2 separate regions of the Mus musculus genome follow, and region 1 is linked to region 2. A link is a contact called in public capture Hi-C data. All regions are on one chromosome and are shown on one strand. Each heading gives the region's core, a stretch centred on a gene start, on an enhancer-like site or on the middle of the called end of the contact. The rest is flanking DNA. Distances are from core to core; before and after follow the strand shown. Region 1 overlaps Tmem135 (transmembrane protein 135). Region 2 overlaps Tmem135 (transmembrane protein 135).

Region 1 (4,659 bases), core at 602-3,101, 73 kb after region 2:
CAGCTGCAATCTGGAAAGGAGGAGGCTTTGTTACTTAAGCCAACCAACTGTTTCCACTTACATTCGCTCTTATATGGAATACTACTGAATAAAGCGCGTGTGAAAGACTAACGTAAAAATCTATGCCGTTTGCCTAGCTCCTCTGTACAAGCAAAGTTTTAGAACAGAAGGTGCTTGCATTCACTTAAGTTAAAAAACAGGGACAGCATGGGTCACATGATAGAGTTCACTCCAAGGCAGGCACATATCAAGAACATCATCTCTATCATCACCGCCACTATCATCACCACCACCATCTCGTGGTCACATGACAAGTGAGCCTCAAGGTAGGTAAGTATAATAAAAATAAAATTAATTTTAAAAAATCACAAATATAATTATAACATGGATCACAAGATAAGTCAGCTCCAAGGTAGGTACATGTAAAGCCATAAAAGCCGTTTTCAAATGAAAAATATACTTTCAAAAGGAAAAGGTAAATAGCAACCCAAATAAAAGCACATGCTACAACGAAGCTCCATTAGCCATTGCCAGCCCAGCCCACCATCTCAGGGAACCTCTGTCTGACACCAAAAGCTAAGCAATGGTTCAGAGATTCAAACAGCAGCTGTGAGGGATATCGGGGAGGCATAAACAGGCTAATGACTTCTGGCATTCTAGAGTCCTGAAAAAAAAATTAATGATAGGCCAACAAGTGGGCTTAAGGAATCAAGGTGCTCGCTTCCAAGCCTTATGATCTGTGCTCCATCCCAGAACCCATGTGGGAGAGAGAGAACCTACTCCTAGAAGGTGTCCTCCCATGGTGACATGGCAAGGCCTCAAACACCACAGACATTTAAAAATATGAGACTCACCTAGTAATTTTAAATGTGTTTGTTTCTTTGTTTGTTTGATTTGGTTTTGGTTTTAAAGCCTGTTTGGCTTGGTTTTCATAAACTTTGAGTTTAAAGGGATGATTTCTAGATTAAAATAAAACCACCAAAACCCTGGTACCGTGAGATGAGATAAAAATCAAGATGTGAAACGACTCAGTGAGCGCACTAGTAATGTCAGCGGGGATAAAGTAAAGAGAACCATAATGTGTTCCTGATAGGGATTTACGTAGAGCAGGCGATTCCATGTGTGCACTCAGAAGCACAGGGCTGTGCAGCGTCACTGCACTGAGTGTGGCGTGGGCTGACCACAGGTTCAGGGAGGGGGGAGAGGGGCGGAACTGATACCAGACTCCTCTCAGGTGAGCCGGAAATCATTGTTCATTGTTCGGAAACAGTACAGAGGAACAAAGGATAGAACCACAAGATTAGGGAGTTAGTGGGGTGGGAGAGAGGAAGGCACTGGGGAGAGACAGGAGGATGGCAGCCTCTCCATTCATCCCCTATCTCCCTGGAAATAACACTTCCTAAAGCTGGAGGCCAGCGAGTCCAGTGGCCTCTGCTAAGGTCTTATTTCATCCACGGAGTCTCTGAAACTGACCATCTCTCCGACTTCAACTCAGCTGCCAGCCATACAAAGAAAGAATGAAAAAAAGGAAGCCCAGGGCCATCTTAGGTATATGAAGTCCCGACAGGGGTGGGGGTGAATAACCAACCATAATCCATACGGCAGTGTGGCAATCCTAACCCTAATCCTAAAGTGCTGCTAATGAGAACTCGGGAATGAATGAACTACTCGATGCTGGTGAAGAAACGAGACACAAGCTATTAGCCAGCTTCTCAGCACTAAGACAAGGCACCTGTGGGAAACAACTTACTAGAATAGTTTGGAGCTCCTAGTTCCAAAGGCCCATGAGTCTGCTCTGTGGCTTTTGTGTGGAGTAAGGCAATCAGAGAAGAAACATGTGGCAGCCAAAAAGGGAGGGAGAGAAACGAATGGGCAAAGGTCCCACTATTCCCTTTAGTGACCCCGGGTGACCTAACTTCCTTCCATGTGACCCACCAGTAAGTCTGCCTCTATCTCCCAATAGCATTACAGTCAGGGAACTAAGTCTTCAACACATGGGCCTTTATGGAGATTCAAAAAATCCAAGCTACTGTACAAGCCATGTTCATAAATTACATGTCCATTGTACAAAGTGTGAAATGCAGATCCAACACAATTCTTTACACACTTCAACAGAGATCTCCGTTAAAAAAAAAAAAAAAAAACAACTAGACTTCTGTAATTTACACAGAAAGCAAAGGAAGTAGAATTGCTATAAATAACAATTTTAAAACTGCAGAAAAACTAGCTCTAGATCAATTGTGTAATGCTAACAATGCAAGCACATGAGGAGAACAAAATACAAAACCAAATACATCTAATTTTTGATAAAGGCACAAAAACAATTCCACAAAGGAAAGAAAGTGGTTCCAATAGACAGTGCCATCTATAAGTTAGTAACGGCTATCCACAAATTAGAAAGAGAGGAAAGAAATATTAAGCTAGGTTTCACATTTTGTATAAAAAGTAATTAAAATGGGTCACAGACATTATATAACATCAAAAACTAAAAAACGTTTGGAGGAATGTGGGAAATTTTTAAGACAATGGGGCAAAGCAAAGAGATTTCAGACTTGAAACTGATGGTCAAAAAAATATTTGATAAATTGGACTTCATTTCCTGGTAAGAGAGGTAAAAAACCTATTAGGAGAACAATAGATATGCTACAGAATAGGAGAAAACGGAAAGTCTTCATCTAATTAAAGACTAGAGTCTAATATATGAGTGTGTGTGAGTGTGTCTGTGTGTGTGTGTGAATCTTAAAGGCAACAGAAAAAAAAATCCAATTAGAATAAAGGTAAGAAGAGATATTTTCCAAATAGAATATATAAATACCAAACAAATGAGTAAGAAAATGTTAATTACATTACAATGAGCTATCACTATACAACCATTAGAATGGCTAAAATGAAAACTAATGTCAGGGCTGGAGAGATGGCTCAAAGTGCTCTCTGCAAGCATGAGGGCCTCAGTTCAGATCCCAGCACCCAGGCGTTTTTAAAAAGTACCACACCAGTGTTGTGCCTCTGTAACCCCAGCCCTGAAAGGCGGAGACGGTACATTTCTCGGGTTCCCTCACCAGCCAGTCAAACTGAAATGGAGCTTTAAGTCCAATCAAAGACACTGTCTCAAAACAGTAAGGTGGAGAGGTGACAGAGGAAGACTCCTGTCACTGATCATAACCTCCACATGCATATGCACTGCTAAGAGCACGCGAGCTCCTGCCCCCCTACACACACACACACACACACAAACACACACACACACACACACACACACACACAAACACACACACACACACACACACACACACATCTTACAAATGCACACAATACACAACGACAATATCAAATGCTGGCAAAAATTCAGACAACCTAGGCACTCACTTGTTACTAGTAGAAACCTGATATGATTAAGATATGCAATAGGACAGTTTGGCAGTTTGATGAAAAACTATCATGTCCTGCTATCATGGGTGTGTATTTATCTCTAAGAATTGAACATTCATGCTAACATGACCCTTGTATACAAATGCTTTATAACAGCTTTGTTCATAATTAACAAATTATAAAACCAGATGTTCTTCAACAGGTGAGTGATTTAACAAACTGCTACATGTCTATGGAATAAATACTACCTGGAAATAATTTTTTTTTAAGGCACAAAAAAAAAAAAAAATCACTGTTCTCAGTTTGGTCAGAGAAGGTTCTTATTGCACAGTGTACCTACCAGTTAATGTGGAGAATACACAACCGTGATTGTATTCCAAGCCTCTCTGGCCCACAAAGGTTCTAGAAATATCATGCAAGAGGGAGTGGAATGAATACAAGAGCCAGAAGGTGGAGAAGAGTGCTGGAAAGGCACCACTGGGGTGGTTGTCCTGGGTTCTAAAAGAAAGCAGGCTGAGCAAGCCATGATGAGGAAGCCAATAACCAACACCCCTCCCTCCATGCCCTCTACACGCCATCAGCTCCTGCCTCCTGGATCCTGCCCTGTTTGAGTCCCTGTCCTGACTTCCTTCCATGACAGCCTATGATGTGCAAGTGTAAGCCAAATAAACCTTTTCTTCCCATCTCATCTTTGGTCATGGTGCTTCATCATAGCAAGAATAATCCTAAGAAAGTACACATGAAATTTTAAGAGGAATAAATTTTTAAGTCACATAAATTTAAATCACATAAATTTTAAAAAGGAAAAAAGACACAAGACAGTAATATAAAACAACCTATGCTAAGAGAAAGGGGCCAATCTTAAAGGACGGCTCGCTGTACCTTACCTGTCTAACACTGCTCTGATGACAAAATACAGGAAGGAAGAATTGCTGGCTAGATGACAGAAACTAAAGGGGAAAAGGATGTGAAGAAGATGAAAGAAACACAGCTAGAAAAGAGCAAACTCAAGGATGGCTGCCCTAACAAAAATGTTCCAGGTCTTTTTTTTTTTTTTAAGTGTAGTGATATTTTGTCTGCACATAATCTGTGCACCACATGTGTGCAGTGCCCATGGAAGCCAGAAGAGGGAGCCTGATCCCCAGGAAATGGAGTTACAGATGATCATGAGCCGTTGTCTGTATGCTAGGAATTGAACCCAGGTCTTCTGAAAGAGCAGCCAGTACTCTTAACCACTAAACATGTCTGTATGCATCTGAAAGCAAGAGTTTGATGTCTTATGTCTCCCTC
Region 2 (4,531 bases), core at 1,869-4,368:
TTAGAGGTTAGAAGAAATTTTAGGGGGCTATGACTGAAATACATTGTGTGTGTGTGTGTGTGTGTGTGTGTGTGTGTGTGTGTGTGTGTGTATGTGTGTATACATATATATGAGAATTTCAGAAAATTAATAAAATTAAAATTAATTAATTTCAGAAAATTAAAAATTAAATCATTAAATTATATACTTTCAATGAAGGTAATTTCTATTTTTGTGATTAGTAAATCCATTTTAAAAACTTATCACAAGATTACACGAGGCATTTAAAAAGTTGTTTTCATCACATTTCATCTTCCTATAGATTCACTATGAACAAGAAATTTAATACATAAACATTGAAAAATAACAGTTTTACTATGAGAACACTCCATTACATATGGGGAAACTAACACTTAACTCAAATCACCAAATTCACACACTATGCCAATTTATCATTTCAAAAAAAGGAGTGGGGAGACAGTGCTCAAGTGGCTTGACATGAAAAACTGTGGGTGCAGACAAAGTCCTACTTGTCCTTATCAATAGCAAGGTTCTCAAGACTGACTGGGATTGCTCTTTCCATGGGCTTCACTTGATGATCTTATAATCCCTATAAATTACATTAGAAGTACCATTACACATAAACACACACACACACACACATATTTAGCTAACTTGTATTCAGTAATGGTTGGTATAACATGTGTATATGCAAAGAAAAGGAACATTATTTACATTGGGGGCTTTATGTTTGATTTTAACTCCTGCACTTCTCCTCTTGCTATCTATCTTTTATGCTCTTCCGGAAGTTGCCTCCCTAAAAAGAGGCTTCACGATGTCTACTCACCCGCCCAACTCATGATCTCCCCAATCCACCGTAATCTAACTTCCAGCTACTATACGAAAGCTTGCACAATGTCAGTGAGCCAAGCATTTTTAACACTGTGTCTTCAATTCAAGCCACCTAAACGATCTTTCCCATGAGCTTTGATCTCATTTGCTTCTAAGTCATGAGAAAGCTGTGTAATTTTCTGCCTGAAATTAAGGGCACCTCTTTACCATTAAATGCATATCTCTTTTCTGACCTGACTCCCTGAACCAAATCACATGGCACTTGACACTACACATAACTTCACATACAGAAAACAGAGGTAAGAATCAATCAAACATTTTTAAAAAGATAGATAGATAGATAGATAGATAGATAGATAGATAGATAGATAGAACAGACAGACATGTATTTCTATAAGCCGAAAGATCTAAATACTACTGCTTAATTCATTCTACTATTACACACAAAATTAGTTTGGTACACTCTGTACAACCCTGAATGTTTTAATGTTTACAACCATATTTGCTTCTGCATGCATTCAAGTTTAAGTTTAGAGGGTGGCTGACTGAGAGGAAGTATTTGGGACTAGCAATACCCATATGGAAAGTATTAGTCTCCTAGCCTAAATCTAGTATTAGGATCAAAATAAGCTGATGCTATCTTAAGAATCCTTCCAATTTCTGAAAAAATAAAACCTATTTGATAGTTGGTCAGATATTGCTTAGGTTAAGGAAAAGTGTAAGACATTTACTTTTATGTTTATATCAAAAGTAGTTTGGTTTAATTAAGCAAATGAGGGTTTTTTTTTATGGTAGAGATGACTACAGTATCAGGCATACCTGTACCCTCAGCTTATTCAGATGACTAAGAGAGCAAGGTCACTGAAGCCTTGGATCAGAGAAGCCTGATCACATGTGAATTGTGGGCAGGGTATATTACTTCAGAAAAGAAAGTCATACACACACATAGTTGGTATAGAAAAGGTATTTAAAATCTGGGTTTAGTCCTTGGACTTCTTTGAACCAACGTTTGCTAAATAAATTCTGTACATTTAGAGTAAGAAGAAAAATCACTGAATATAATTTGATGAGTTATGAGTTATTCATAGTAGATTAAATTTTTTAAAATGTCAGACAACATGAAAATTCAAGCTCTGAAATACAATCTTTGACACCATTCCAACAGATACTATACACTGTCTGCCAGAGGTGGTAAAACAGTGAAATTTTAACCACCTACTAAATGTATTATTATTCCAACTAACAGAATTACAAAAGAAAGGACTGAGACATTACTTTAGACAAGTCACCAACCGAAGTACCTATCCCATGCAGGTTGCTGACAGCATGATTTGTTTTCTATACAACCAGATAGAAACCCACATTTACCGAAGCCACCTACAGCACTGTATCCCCAGATGTGATGACTAACACTGGAACTCCCCAGATGTGATAACTAACACTGCATCACCCAGATGTGATAACTAACACTGCATCACTCAGTTGTGATAACTAACACTGTATCCCCAGATGTGATGACAAGCAGACTTTACTGAGCTCAAACTTTCTGCTTTGTCATTGAGATTCATTTATTCCCAATACATTACAGAAACTAGTTTGGGAATTCTCTGCATAATAACTCTTGCAACCAACCTATACTATTACATCTGTCATTCTTTGGATCCTGTTAAATACACTATAACTTTTATAAGATAAAATCTAGTACATTATTGTACAGCTTTCCAAACAAATAATTTTGAAATCAGTCCAGAAGAAAAGAAGAACCATCAGAATATGGCATTTGGGAACATTCTAAAAAGGTCAGAACTTTTGTTTTTAATTATCTTTTCTTGAAAGATACAGGCAAATGAGGAGAAACTAATAAATTAAGAAAGAGAATATTTCCATGTCAGTAGATATGGTATCTTAATACTTTATTCCTGTTTTAAAAAAAAAATCAAAGGTTATGCTGCAGAAGCAGCTATCCAGTTTCCTTTATAAGATCAACAGAAAAGAAGCCTGTGTCTGTGGAAGGTTAGTGTCTCACCTCAGTGGGACCTTTGACCAACCATTTCCACTTCTCAGGAGAACCGGGTACTCAACAAGCAGTAACTTTACCCTCTTTTGTGTACAGTGCTCTTTGCAAGTCAGTTTTTCTTCTGTCACTGCACTTCCTGACGAGTTTATTACTTGTATAAAAACAAAGATGTAATCAGCAGGATTTGGTTGAGTAAGTATAGGAAGTTTGTAACTGAACACATACTGCATACACCACAGTCCATGCCAATCTAAGTAGCATGACTTTCAAGGAAGTAACTGACGACTCGGAAGGGAGCAGAACACTGTTGTTAATGCAGCTATAGAGGAAATCATTTAAACTCTCTCACTATGGACTCTCAGCTTACACACTATGAAAAAATTACAACACAACCATACTATTAAAAGAAAATAATTATGATTTAGCATAGGACAAATCTAACACATTTAGTTCATACTAGACATTGTGACAGATGCCTTATAGATACATGATCATATTTCTCAAGATGCAATGCTTTCATCTCAGAAAAGACACTGAGAGAAAAGGTTCATGTGGCAAAATTTAGGCTCAACTAGTAGACAAGGTATCCTAGAAGCTTAAATGGTTAGTTTTGTATGTAACTTAATAGCACGGAAGAAGATCTTACAAGCACACAATTATTCAAGAGAAGAAAGGGGAGAGAGGAAGTGCTACATATTACTACACTGCCACAGGCTAGATTTGTCTAATATGCTCTTTAAAAATATCTGCTTCCAGTTATTGGCATTCTGTTGTCATCAAACCTCAAAGTCACCCCCGTCTGTAATACTAATGCTTTGTTTTTTCACCATCTGAGATTGTGTCTTACTCCAGTCATCATGGCTAAGATTAAAAACTCAGCTGGCAACAAATGCTAGAGAAGATGCTAGAAAAGAAAACCCTCATCTACTGCTAGTGAGAATGCAAACTGGTACGGCCTTTATGGAAATCAATGAGGAAAATTCTCAAAGTTAAAAATACTTCTATCATCTCACTCCTTGGCATATACCCAAACAACTCAATACCCTACTTGAGAGATACTTGCTTAGGCATGTTCAATGCAGTTCTCTTCACAACACCTAGGAAAGAGATAATGAAAATCTAGTAGATATACACAATGGAATTCATCTAATCTGTAATGAAAAGCTAACCATGAAACTTAGAGGAACATGCATGAAACTGGAAAATATACTCAGGGAGGTAACCCAGATCCAGAAAGATAAATCCAGCAAGTTCCCTCTCTTATGGATCCTACCACCAAATCTTTGAATTAATATAGTACTAACACTTAAACATAAAAATGTCAATAAGGATATTTATATTACTATCTGTCTTAAACAGAAATAAAACAGCATTTGCCACAAAAGCCTTTGGTAAATCCATCCACATATTTGTCCATCCAACACTCAGATCCTTATCATCCACCAGGCTCCTGACTCATGAAACATAGCTCTAGAACCAAGGGATTCTCACTGCTGTGGAGTATTCTGCACCAGTTATTGTAGCCTCCCATAAACCTGAAGCATGCTAAGCCAGAACTTGACCTTGCTGCCACTAAAGAGATTATTTAAGATGGAGCCTTCCTCCCTAGATCACTCTATTGTTCTGCCACTGCTGCTGTTCCTCTTCAAGATACTGCTACCTTCTGAGAAGCCCCCGGAGCTA

What was found. Capture Hi-C pulls out chosen DNA fragments and counts their contacts.
Region 1: a capture Hi-C map of bone marrow-derived macrophages shows a contact between it and region 2, with 8 times the contacts expected there. The contact joins two enhancer-like sites. A contact is called at or near these places in 1 of 15 datasets of contacts at CTCF or cohesin (the NIH/3T3 cell line), 3 of 484 Hi-C or Micro-C datasets (CD4 T cells, liver and trophoblast stem cells), 4 of 115 datasets of contacts at active chromatin or transcription factors (bone marrow-derived macrophages, double positive thymocytes, embryonic stem cells and 1 more) and 1 of 9 other capture datasets (bone marrow-derived macrophages).

The regions. Positions count from the first base shown.
Region 1 is chr7:89,307,255-89,311,913 of GRCm38.p6, forward strand. It overlaps Tmem135 (transmembrane protein 135), which reads right to left. Exons shown (of 15, transcript NM_028343.5): 2 at 1-10. Among named protein-coding and RNA genes, the nearest start is that of Tmem135, 29 kb to the right of the region's middle. Within about 2 kb of position 1,852, at least 59 of the 459 cell types and tissues checked have an H3K27ac peak or open chromatin away from gene starts, as enhancers often do. A contact at or near this core is called in bone marrow-derived macrophages, where this site is marked.
Region 2 is chr7:89,233,248-89,237,778 of GRCm38.p6, forward strand. The region is part of intron 5 of Tmem135 (transmembrane protein 135); the gene reads right to left. Among named protein-coding and RNA genes, the nearest start is that of Tmem135, 100 kb to the right of the region's middle. Within about 2 kb of position 3,119, at least 31 of the 459 cell types and tissues checked have an H3K27ac peak or open chromatin away from gene starts, as enhancers often do. A contact at or near this core is called in bone marrow-derived macrophages, where this site is marked.